Regions from separate parts of the Mus musculus genome. Here region 2 is linked to region 1. The links are chromatin contacts, called in public Hi-C maps. All regions are on one chromosome and are shown on one strand. The core of a region is the stretch at or near the end of the contact, and the rest is flanking DNA. Distances in the headings are between cores, read along the strand shown.

What was found. Hi-C and Micro-C count contacts between places; a contact is called where the count stands out from the background.
Region 2: a contact with region 1 is called in a Hi-C map of liver, with 1.8 times the contacts expected there. The contact joins the promoter of Arl5a here to the enhancer-like site in region 1. A contact is called at or near these places in 10 of 484 Hi-C or Micro-C datasets (CD4 T cells, the G1E-ER4 cell line, double positive thymocytes and 4 more), 5 of 115 datasets of contacts at active chromatin or transcription factors (the SCID.adh cell line, embryonic stem cells and memory CD8 T cells) and 3 of 9 other capture datasets (adipose tissue, liver and pancreatic islet).

Annotation. Positions count from the first base shown.
Region 1 is chr2:52,368,825-52,373,296 of GRCm38.p6, forward strand. No RefSeq gene overlaps it. Among named protein-coding and RNA genes, the nearest start is that of Gm13522, 7.5 kb to the right of the region's middle. Within about 2 kb of position 2,452, at least 21 of the 459 cell types and tissues checked have an H3K27ac peak or open chromatin away from gene starts, as enhancers often do. A contact at or near this core is called in the G1E-ER4 cell line, liver and uterus, where this site is marked.
Region 2 is chr2:52,423,049-52,427,520 of GRCm38.p6, forward strand. Arl5a (ADP-ribosylation factor-like 5A) reads right to left here and starts at 1,826. Exons shown (of 6, transcript NM_182994.2): 1 at 1,542-1,826. The coding sequence starts at 1,587. It overlaps A430018G15Rik (RIKEN cDNA A430018G15 gene), which reads left to right and starts at 1,964. Exons shown (of 3, transcript NR_165461.1): 1 at 1,964-2,107.

The sequences.
Region 1 (4,472 bases), core at 1,202-3,701:
GCTTCCTTGGATAACAGCTCACCTGCATGATTACCCTCTAAGACCTCCACAGACTGGATGGAACCCAAGGGCAAACACCTTCCCTTCTACACTAGGTCACAGATGATCACTGGAGTAGCTAGAAGCACCAATAGAGATCATTGGTCAAACTACCTGGGAAGGAAGAAGCTCAATTGGAGCTCAACAAAGATGGAGCGACATATACTCCAACACCACAGCAGGAGCTGGTCCTGTGCTTCCAGGCTATCTTTTATCCTTCCTCCTTCCAGCACACATGCATACATGCATGCATGAATACACGAACACACACACACACACACACACACACACACACACACACACAAGCATACAGACATACAGTTGTATTGTTTGGTCTGCACCAGGCAACTGTAGGCTTAAAACAAGGAAGCAGAGACATATGTTTAGTGTTCTGTAGATGATGAATTAGATTCAGACTCTGATCTGATCCCGAGAGCAGAATGAGGTTTCAGGCGCAGAGAATCACAAGAAGCCAATAGACAGAGATGTCTAAACCCAAGCTTTTGGAAAGGGGATGGCTTGGTTAGCTAGACAACTGAAGGAGCAGAAAGAGGCCTGAACCTGAGGCACATACCTGCCTTGGTTAGCCTCAGATTGGCAGTGTGCCGATAGATAGATAGATAGATAGATAGATTGATAGATTGATAGATTGATAAAGAGATAGATATTACTGTAATCATGGAATTTACATTTGTTTTCATAAAGCACTCAACTACAAGTAGTATGCCTAGAGGGCTTTGTCAAGAATGTTCCCAAACCCATACAGCTGATGTCGAGCACCGGCTTGTGTGTGACCTTCTGCGTGTTAGCTTCTCTGATGCCGTTTCCTCAAATGAAATATGGAGACTAAAAGAGTGTTGTTCCCTGGACTGAGTTCCTGTCAGCATTCTAATGTGTAACATAACTCACCTAACATTCTTGCCAAGTTTCTGACACATCCAGAACACTTTTTAAAAAATTGCTGATATTGCAGTTATTTTCATAAGCATCATCTTTATAATCTATACAAGAAAATACTCCTAGCAAGGGAGTACTTAGAGATGTAATGGACCCATTTTGGAACAGACCCATCTGTAGCATTTGAACAACAAATATCTCCCAAGTTAATTCGGGGAGTGGGGGGTGGGCTGGAGGCATTATTCATCTTGCGGTTTATGAGAAAATAAACGAGAAAATTTTTAGGACAGCTGGCAGTCCTGTTTCTCAAAGTGTGCTTTGGGGTGGCCTCCCTAGCTTTGACGTTAACGTCTGGTACGTGTGGGAGAGGCATGAGAGGTATGTATTCTCATACCTATGTGGTAAAGGGGAGTTAGATTCCAGTACACGTGTGGGAGGTTATATTTGCTCCCTTAATTTTTGTTATTTGTTTGCTTGCTTTTGAGACAAAGTCTCACATTCGTGACAAACTCATGACCACTATCCTGCCTCAGCCTCCCAAGTGCTGAGATCACAGGCATGAGCTACCACACCTGGCTCAGGTTTAATTTTAAGTGGGCGTTAAAGATAATTAAATTCTGCCTTAGACTGCTCTGGTTCCCTGCATTCAGCTGGAGCGCTCCTGAGCATGGCCCAGTTTAGGTGTTCTCTGGCAGTGGCTATTTCTCTAATAGTTTATAATTGCCAAAGTGGCACATGCATCTTACTACATAAAGGATACTTGTAATTGAAATGAGCCACACACCAGCTCTGTATGGTCTTCTCTGATGTTCTTCTAGCATCTAATGCAGAGTTTAGAATGTGGTGGATGCCTCCAACATAATCTTGTGGGGTTTCTACTCTCTAGAGGGCTAAATTTTAACAACTTCTCCTGGACTCTGAGTCCTACTGTAATCTAGCTATTCTTCATATGGGATATGGGCAATAGAAAAATTACATATATATATTAGAAAATCCTTTACAGTTCTCTCCCGTGTGCAACAAGTCTGTAGACAAACAGTCTCAGCTACATGTAGGCACTGCAATGACCGGAGTTCCTCTTCCTCCCCCCCCCCCCCCGCTGTAAACATCAATAAATGATACACATTATCAGGTCACCTATTAGTTGACTACTAGACCACCAGCCTCCACCATAGTTAGGATCTGGGATGGCCCTAAAGCCATGTGTTAAAGTTAGGCTTAGCCTCATTTCTACAGAATGTCTAGAACCCAGCCAGATGCTCAGGCCTCATCACACAAGGAGGTTGGGAAATGTTATCTGTAACTCTGGGCAAGAATAATCTCAGGAAGGGATCAAGGTCAGGTCACAACGAAGGAGGCTAAGAAAATGGAGAGAGGGGGAAGAGGGGAAAGCACAGCTTTGACTCGTGCAGTGTGGTCTGTTGACTCTCATTTGTGCTGCCCTGAAGAGAGACTCCTTCACTCATTCTTTCCTGGCAGGGACCCATGTGTTCTTGCTCACACAGCCCTGGCTTGGAACACCTCCAGGTTCCTCTTCCAGGCTCAAGGCCTTTCTCTGTAAGTCTCCTGTCAAGCTCCCCCATCCACAGGAGCACTGGCTCTCATTGCCCAGGAGGTACCAGTCCTGTGTGTTTGCAGCAAATTTATCTTCACAGTAATAGGCTGAACCTGACAGGCTTAGAATAGATTCTATTTTTACCTAAGTCTCTGGCATGGAAGTTTCCTTACTTATTAGGGATGCACTGCATATCTTTATCAATGGTAGCGATAGAGAAAAGCTCAATCTAAAGTTTTAAAGTTTGGTTCAGTTTGTCAAATTCACTTGTTCCTGTCCCAGTTTGCTTTCTCTCGCTGCCATAAAACAATTGTCTTACTCAGACTGCTTTCTTTTATGATCCAGGAAGACCTGTCCAGTGAGCTGTGCCCTAACCCATCAATCAATAATCAGAAAAATGCCCCACCGACATGCTCACAAACCAATCTGATAAAGGTAATTCCTCAACTGAGGGTCCTTCTTCTCAGGCGACACTAGTTTTTGTCAACTTGTCAAGATCTAATCTTCATAACTCCTATGAAGAGAATTGTTAAAATTTGCCAACTCCCCAAGCTTCCATGGGGTATAAATTGTCCAAGGCACTGTTAGCACATTTCAAAGGAATTTGGAGAAAATTTACAAAGTGGTAACATTTGCACAAATTTCACAAAAGACATTTAGAAAATTTTGTAGACAAAGCCAGTGTCTCCTGGAATGTTTTTTGGTCTCTAAGTTCAGAAAATTCCTGAGGTTCTTAGCATCAATGGCTTCTTCCCATTGCACAGAGTGATAAGCTGGGATAAACAGTGTAGCAGTAAAATGGCCTTAGACGCAGACCAGCACTGAGAAACTGTTCTCCAAATACACTTCAGACTCATCACTGTACCACATCATCACTTTGGATGGTTTTTGTTTCCCTTTCTGAGGATACATTATTCCCCTCTTGGGCTATGCTGTTCCTTTACTGGCTCCCCTCCTTATGGTCAGCCCAAGCACAGGCTCTCCAGAAGAGCATGAAGGATGTACATACCAACCTCACAAGACCGTAACAGCTTTGATTTACACACACAGATCTCAAGTCTCAGCCCAGCCTCCCTTTTCTGCCTACCACTGATACCGTGGGGCAATCTCCATGGTTAAACCAACAAGCCATTTTCACTGGCATATCGTACTTACATCTGAAGTTTGCCACTGTTTTGTTTTTCTCTTCTCAGATATGACCATGAACTAAATAGAGACGTGACATCAAATGGTTGGGCAAACACAGCTGTCCGGAGCCACCCCAGTGGACTCTGGGAAAGCACTTTGTTCAATTCCAAGAACTCTGAGGAGCCAGTTCACACTGAAAGGTCGTTGGTTACCAACTAACAAATCTCATTATGAGGTGTCTGAGAAATAACAGTTGTTTGGACTCTATAAATCCTAGTTTTAGTCACGAGTCTGTTTCCTGAGGCGACTATAATCATCATGACTGTCAGCATATGCTATTTATGAGAGCTTCTGGCGTAAACAGATAAGGACCCAGTGTATGTGTTTATGGATGTGTGCTTTGTCTTGGTCTCACTGTAACCACTGGAAGTCTCACATGTCACTCAAATTTACTCTCCACCTGGCAGAGAGAGGGGTGTTACTTTTGGGAATTGTGAGGATGTAGTATAGACGCATTTCCTGTGCCATGTCTCCAGTCTCTCCAGAGGACCTCAGGAACAGAAAGCTCAACTGATTTAAGCACCCTACTGGAAAAAAAAAAAAAAGAATTTTCTATTTAAGAGTGTGGGAACTCAAAACTGTTCATCAGCTGAAGGACTGATGAGTCTCCAATCCGATTTTTCCTAGGACCATGGTGATGCTTATTGAAAAGTAGAAGGAATTCTCGTCTTCTAATGCACTCTTCCTGTTCCACCAACCTTCCTCTATCCTAATACCTTAGTGTCTGTAAACAATGCTCTGGAGGCTGGGGTTCCTCGGCTTTGTGCAGCAGTTTGTCACCAATGCTATGGAT
Region 2 (4,472 bases), core at 576-3,075, 54 kb after region 1:
TTGTTAATTTTCAAACTCTGAGTAAACGTTCAGGCAAATGCTACTACAAAATGCAGAGCACAAGATCTGTGCTGCTACCAATGCATTCCTGCTATCATGTGCAACTAGGTGAGTTTCTTTTAAAGTTCTAATTCATTTTTTAAGTTACAGCAACGGTTTGGTCACTGACTCAAAGAAGAAAGTGAGACCAGTACCAGAGACACTTTAAAGCAAAAGGTCTTTCTAAACCAAAGCAGAACTGAAACACTAGTCTCACTAAATTCAAGACTGTAGAGGACAGAACTAGAATAAGAACACTTATTACCCACACAAATATCACCAGTTCTACAACAATGTAACCTTTAGTACTTCAAACCTAGAGATTAAATATTCAAAAACTGTAGACCCCACAAATCCCTCCTGTGCTAGGTGAGAGTATCTAAACCCACAGAATTATGAAGCCACTAGAAACCACTACCCCGTCACACGTTCTCTGCTGACCAGACAGAGCTAATGGAAATATCCTCTTTATTGCCTTCCACTTCATTTAGTACCGTTATCTTAGGTATCATTTTTAAAAAAATTATTATTAAAAAAAGCAGAACCCACTAGGGATTACAAGTCCCATAAAACCAGCTCTATCCCAGAGGAGGAGCAAGCCCGGCAACTGCTCCTTCTAAATAGTAGGCGCCACCGTTCATTAAGTTTTAACTGGAAAAAGTGGGGGTGCGACAACGCTACCAGCTTATACAAGAGAAAAACTGTACGTGCTTGACAGATGGAATGAACTGCAAGTAGAGCTTTTTTTAAAAAAAAGCACTATATTTCATTTCAGTAACTATGTAGTTCTGTTAGGACCATATTCTCTCCAGTATCACACACCCATTTTGTAATTTTTTTTTTTAATAAATCCCCTATGCCTTTCCGTGGCAAATGTCTGCATTTAGGCGAACTTAACACAGTAACCTGCTAGTTACCTAATGCTAATGAAGCCTGCCTCCCGAGGCAGGCTTTTAAAAGCTTTCAGCGAAACACTTTAACAAGGGCCAAAAACAAAACAAAACAAAACAAAACCCAAAACCTTCTAATAACCTAAGAAAGAAAACGACCTTAGGCTTGACCTTTACCACTGAGACAAACGGCGCAAAGGAGAGACACTCCATCACTATTCCGCAGCGAGGGTCTCCCCGCCCATCCCCCCCACCCCCACCCCCACCCCCACCCCCCAAAGCGAACCAGACGGATCCAGCACTAGTTCCAGTTTTCCGCATTCTGCAAGCCGTGGGCTCGGTGGCGCCGCTAGGGTCAGGGCCCTCGGTCCTCACTCTAGAACCCCAGCTGTTGCCCGTGCGGCCCAAACACAATTGCGGGCAGGCGACGGGGATGGAAGCAGGCCAGGCAGCGCGCTGGGCCCTCGGCGTGGGGCAGGGCACCTTTTGCGCTCGCGATCAAATCGGAGAAATGGGTGTATGGCGGGAGGAACCTCTCCCCAGCTCCCCGGAGACAAAGGCGACCCTCCTGCCCGACAAGGGCCGGGACCTCCCCGCCCGGCCCAGCCTCACCCTGGTGATTGAACAGCCTCCAGATCCGGGTAAAGAGAATTCCCATCCTCGGGCAGCGGAGCCCTCCAGCCTCCCGGGCTCAGGCTGCGGGGCAGAAGGACGCGCCGGGGCCTCCGCCTCTGCTCCCGCGCCGGCCGCGCGCCCGCTTCCAGGGACCCGCGGGGAGGCCGCAGCCCAGGCCGCCCAGCCACGCGCGAGGCCCCGCCGCTACCGCCGCGGCGCTCGCCTGGCTCGCGGACATCGCCGCCGCGTTGTCTGCTCGAACCTCGCGGGCCACCGTCCTCCCCCAGCTCCTCTCCGGCGGTGGCTCGGGCAGGGGCGGGGCGGAGCGAGGGGACTGCGCAGGCGCCGTGCCCGGAGGCGGAGCGAGGGAGCTGGAGGCGGGGCAAGGGGGCTGGAGGCGGGGCGAGGGGCTGGGAGGCCTCTGCGGCGCGGAGGGTCAGTGGAAGGAAGGCTGCGGCGCTTTAGGCGCGCCAATGTCGGGGATTTGAGGTTGTTTCTAAGTCACAATGCAAATATGTAACCATACTCAACTCCAAAAGTGCCAGGTTTGGACCCCGACGATGGTAAGCTTTAAGTCTCTTTAGAGCCTATTTTCCCTGACAAGCAGCAGAAATCATTGGCCTATTTTTTTTTTTTTTTTTTTTTTTTTTGTCGCTGCGGTTTTTCGTACTTCTACCTTTGCTTCTCAGCGCTCTTCCCTCTCCAATCTCCCTCTGCTCTCAGGCCACTCTTGGCTAGAACACTTTTCCTTAAGTATCTCCCCGGTTTAAAAATCTTAAGGCACAAAAGCCGTCTGAGCTGAGTCCAAAAAGACTGTAGACAAGAAACTCACTGGTCTTCACGATATGATCGTCTTTTTCTCTCATTCAGGAGTCACCATCATGTTAAATAGATGGCCAAATGCTGTCTGTGCTCTTCATTCTGCTGCTTGCCTAAAGTTTAAACAGTTGTGCCTCCTGGTATGCGAGTGTCCAGCTCTGCGCCCCTGCGCACCCCCACCCCCACTCCCCGCAGGATAAGTGGCTGAAAAGTAAAATATAAGTAATCGCTGGCGAACTTGATCCGAACGAAGAGTTCTTGCCTGTGTTTTGTTTTTGTTTACTTTAGTTCCCTTTAGCTAAACAGGTAGACTCTAGATCTCCATATTCCTGATGTAGGAACAGGGTCGATTCCTGAGGTTAACTGACGACTGTGATAGTTTTGACTCAAAGAGAAACTGGGGTTGTCTACTTCTTCCACACACATAAACAAACAAAAAGAGTAGAATCAGCATCATCTCTTTCTATCCTCTTTAAGTTTGTAAAAGGGAGGGAAAAAAAAAAGGCAGAGACGGAAAAATGTGGGAGACTTGTGAAAGGCCCTTTCGAGCTGTTCCCGACCTTATCCTCAACAGCCACATGAAATGAAGCACTATACTCTGCCTGACTCCTAACCATATACTACCGTATAGCTCAATGTATGGGAAAGAGTTCTTCATCTTCTTTGGGGGCTTGCGTTCAAATGCCAGTCTTAGAGGAGGCATACATAAAGGAGAATTAGATCTGGATATACTTAATAGCCAGTGGGCTGTTTAGAAGATCAATGTTCGCATAACCAACTTACATGAGCTCTTTAGTGATTCCATTCCCATCCAGTTTAGGCAGGGCTTTAGCGGCTCTGAGTCATTTTACAAATTCCCACATGTCTTTGGCAACTTATTAATGTATGCCAGACCTACATTTACCCATGAAGTTAGAGATCTGTGTTTTAGAACTCTATTAAGGAAATGGTCTCTTAGGCTATTTTCCAAGTGTCCCTCACAGAAGGGGGGATGGAGTTGACTAGTAGAATCTTGGCTGACTTTAGTAGACAAAATACAAAATTGTTAACTATAGATGTAACTGGGAATCTTTAATGAGGGATATCAAACATTTTGTTCTTCCTTCTGAGACCTTCTAAATATTTTATCCATTTTTAAAGTCATGAGCAAAATGCCATGAAAGACCTCAGCTTCAAGGCAGGAGAGAGTAAAACATGTGCTTTACCATTCTACAGTTAACAAGCAGAATACTGGATACAACACAAGAAACAACTGTTTCCAGATACTGGGAAACAGCCTGTGGAACTAAAGAGAAACAGTGAGCTTTGCCATTGCTCTGTATTTGCCCTCCTTAGCAAAAACAATTCCCAGGCAACTCCAGAGGGAGTGGATAGCCAAATAAGAGGGGGACAGTCTCTTACCATGAAGACACAGCTGTGTGCTTCCGGAGTCAGGGAGGCTAGAATTAGGGAAGCAGTCTTTACCTCCATATGACTCATACAGGGTGAAACCCTAGGTTGTTGACTAGTAATAGTTTCTAGAGAAAAAAAAAATCATACCAGGATTATTGCAAAAGGATCCCCAGATAATTGCCCCAAAGGATCAGGAGTCATTAATGTAAAATGGTCCCTTCAGTCAGTAAAAACACACCTAGGACATCAGTAGATGCTTGGATGTTAAAAAGGTGCTAAGCCCAAGAGTAAGCCGGAACTGAGACCAGTCTTAAAAGCGCCTAAGGACTTTGACCAAGAGAGCAACTGCCAGTTGAAACAAGTTTGATGTTCTACAAAGGAGTATTAAAAAGTAGACATCACTAATAATTTGCAATATTCTAAATCTAATAGAATTGTATTGGTCATGCATAGAAGATGTGATAGCAGATCTGAACACAGGGACATCGAATAACTTATAGTTATTGCTGGAAGACAGTGGTTAGAGTCTATAGTTAAATTACTGTACTGACGTTGTATGCTATAGGAAAAGACAAGAAATTTCTTTCTATAGTCCAATGGAACTGTGCTAAGAACTAGAGAGGTAGCTTCAGGTGTATACCTTGTTAAGGCAACAGCAAGGAACCTTTGTTTTCCTCCTGGGAGTTTCAGATTGCTGGCTGGTTGTTGGGATGGTCT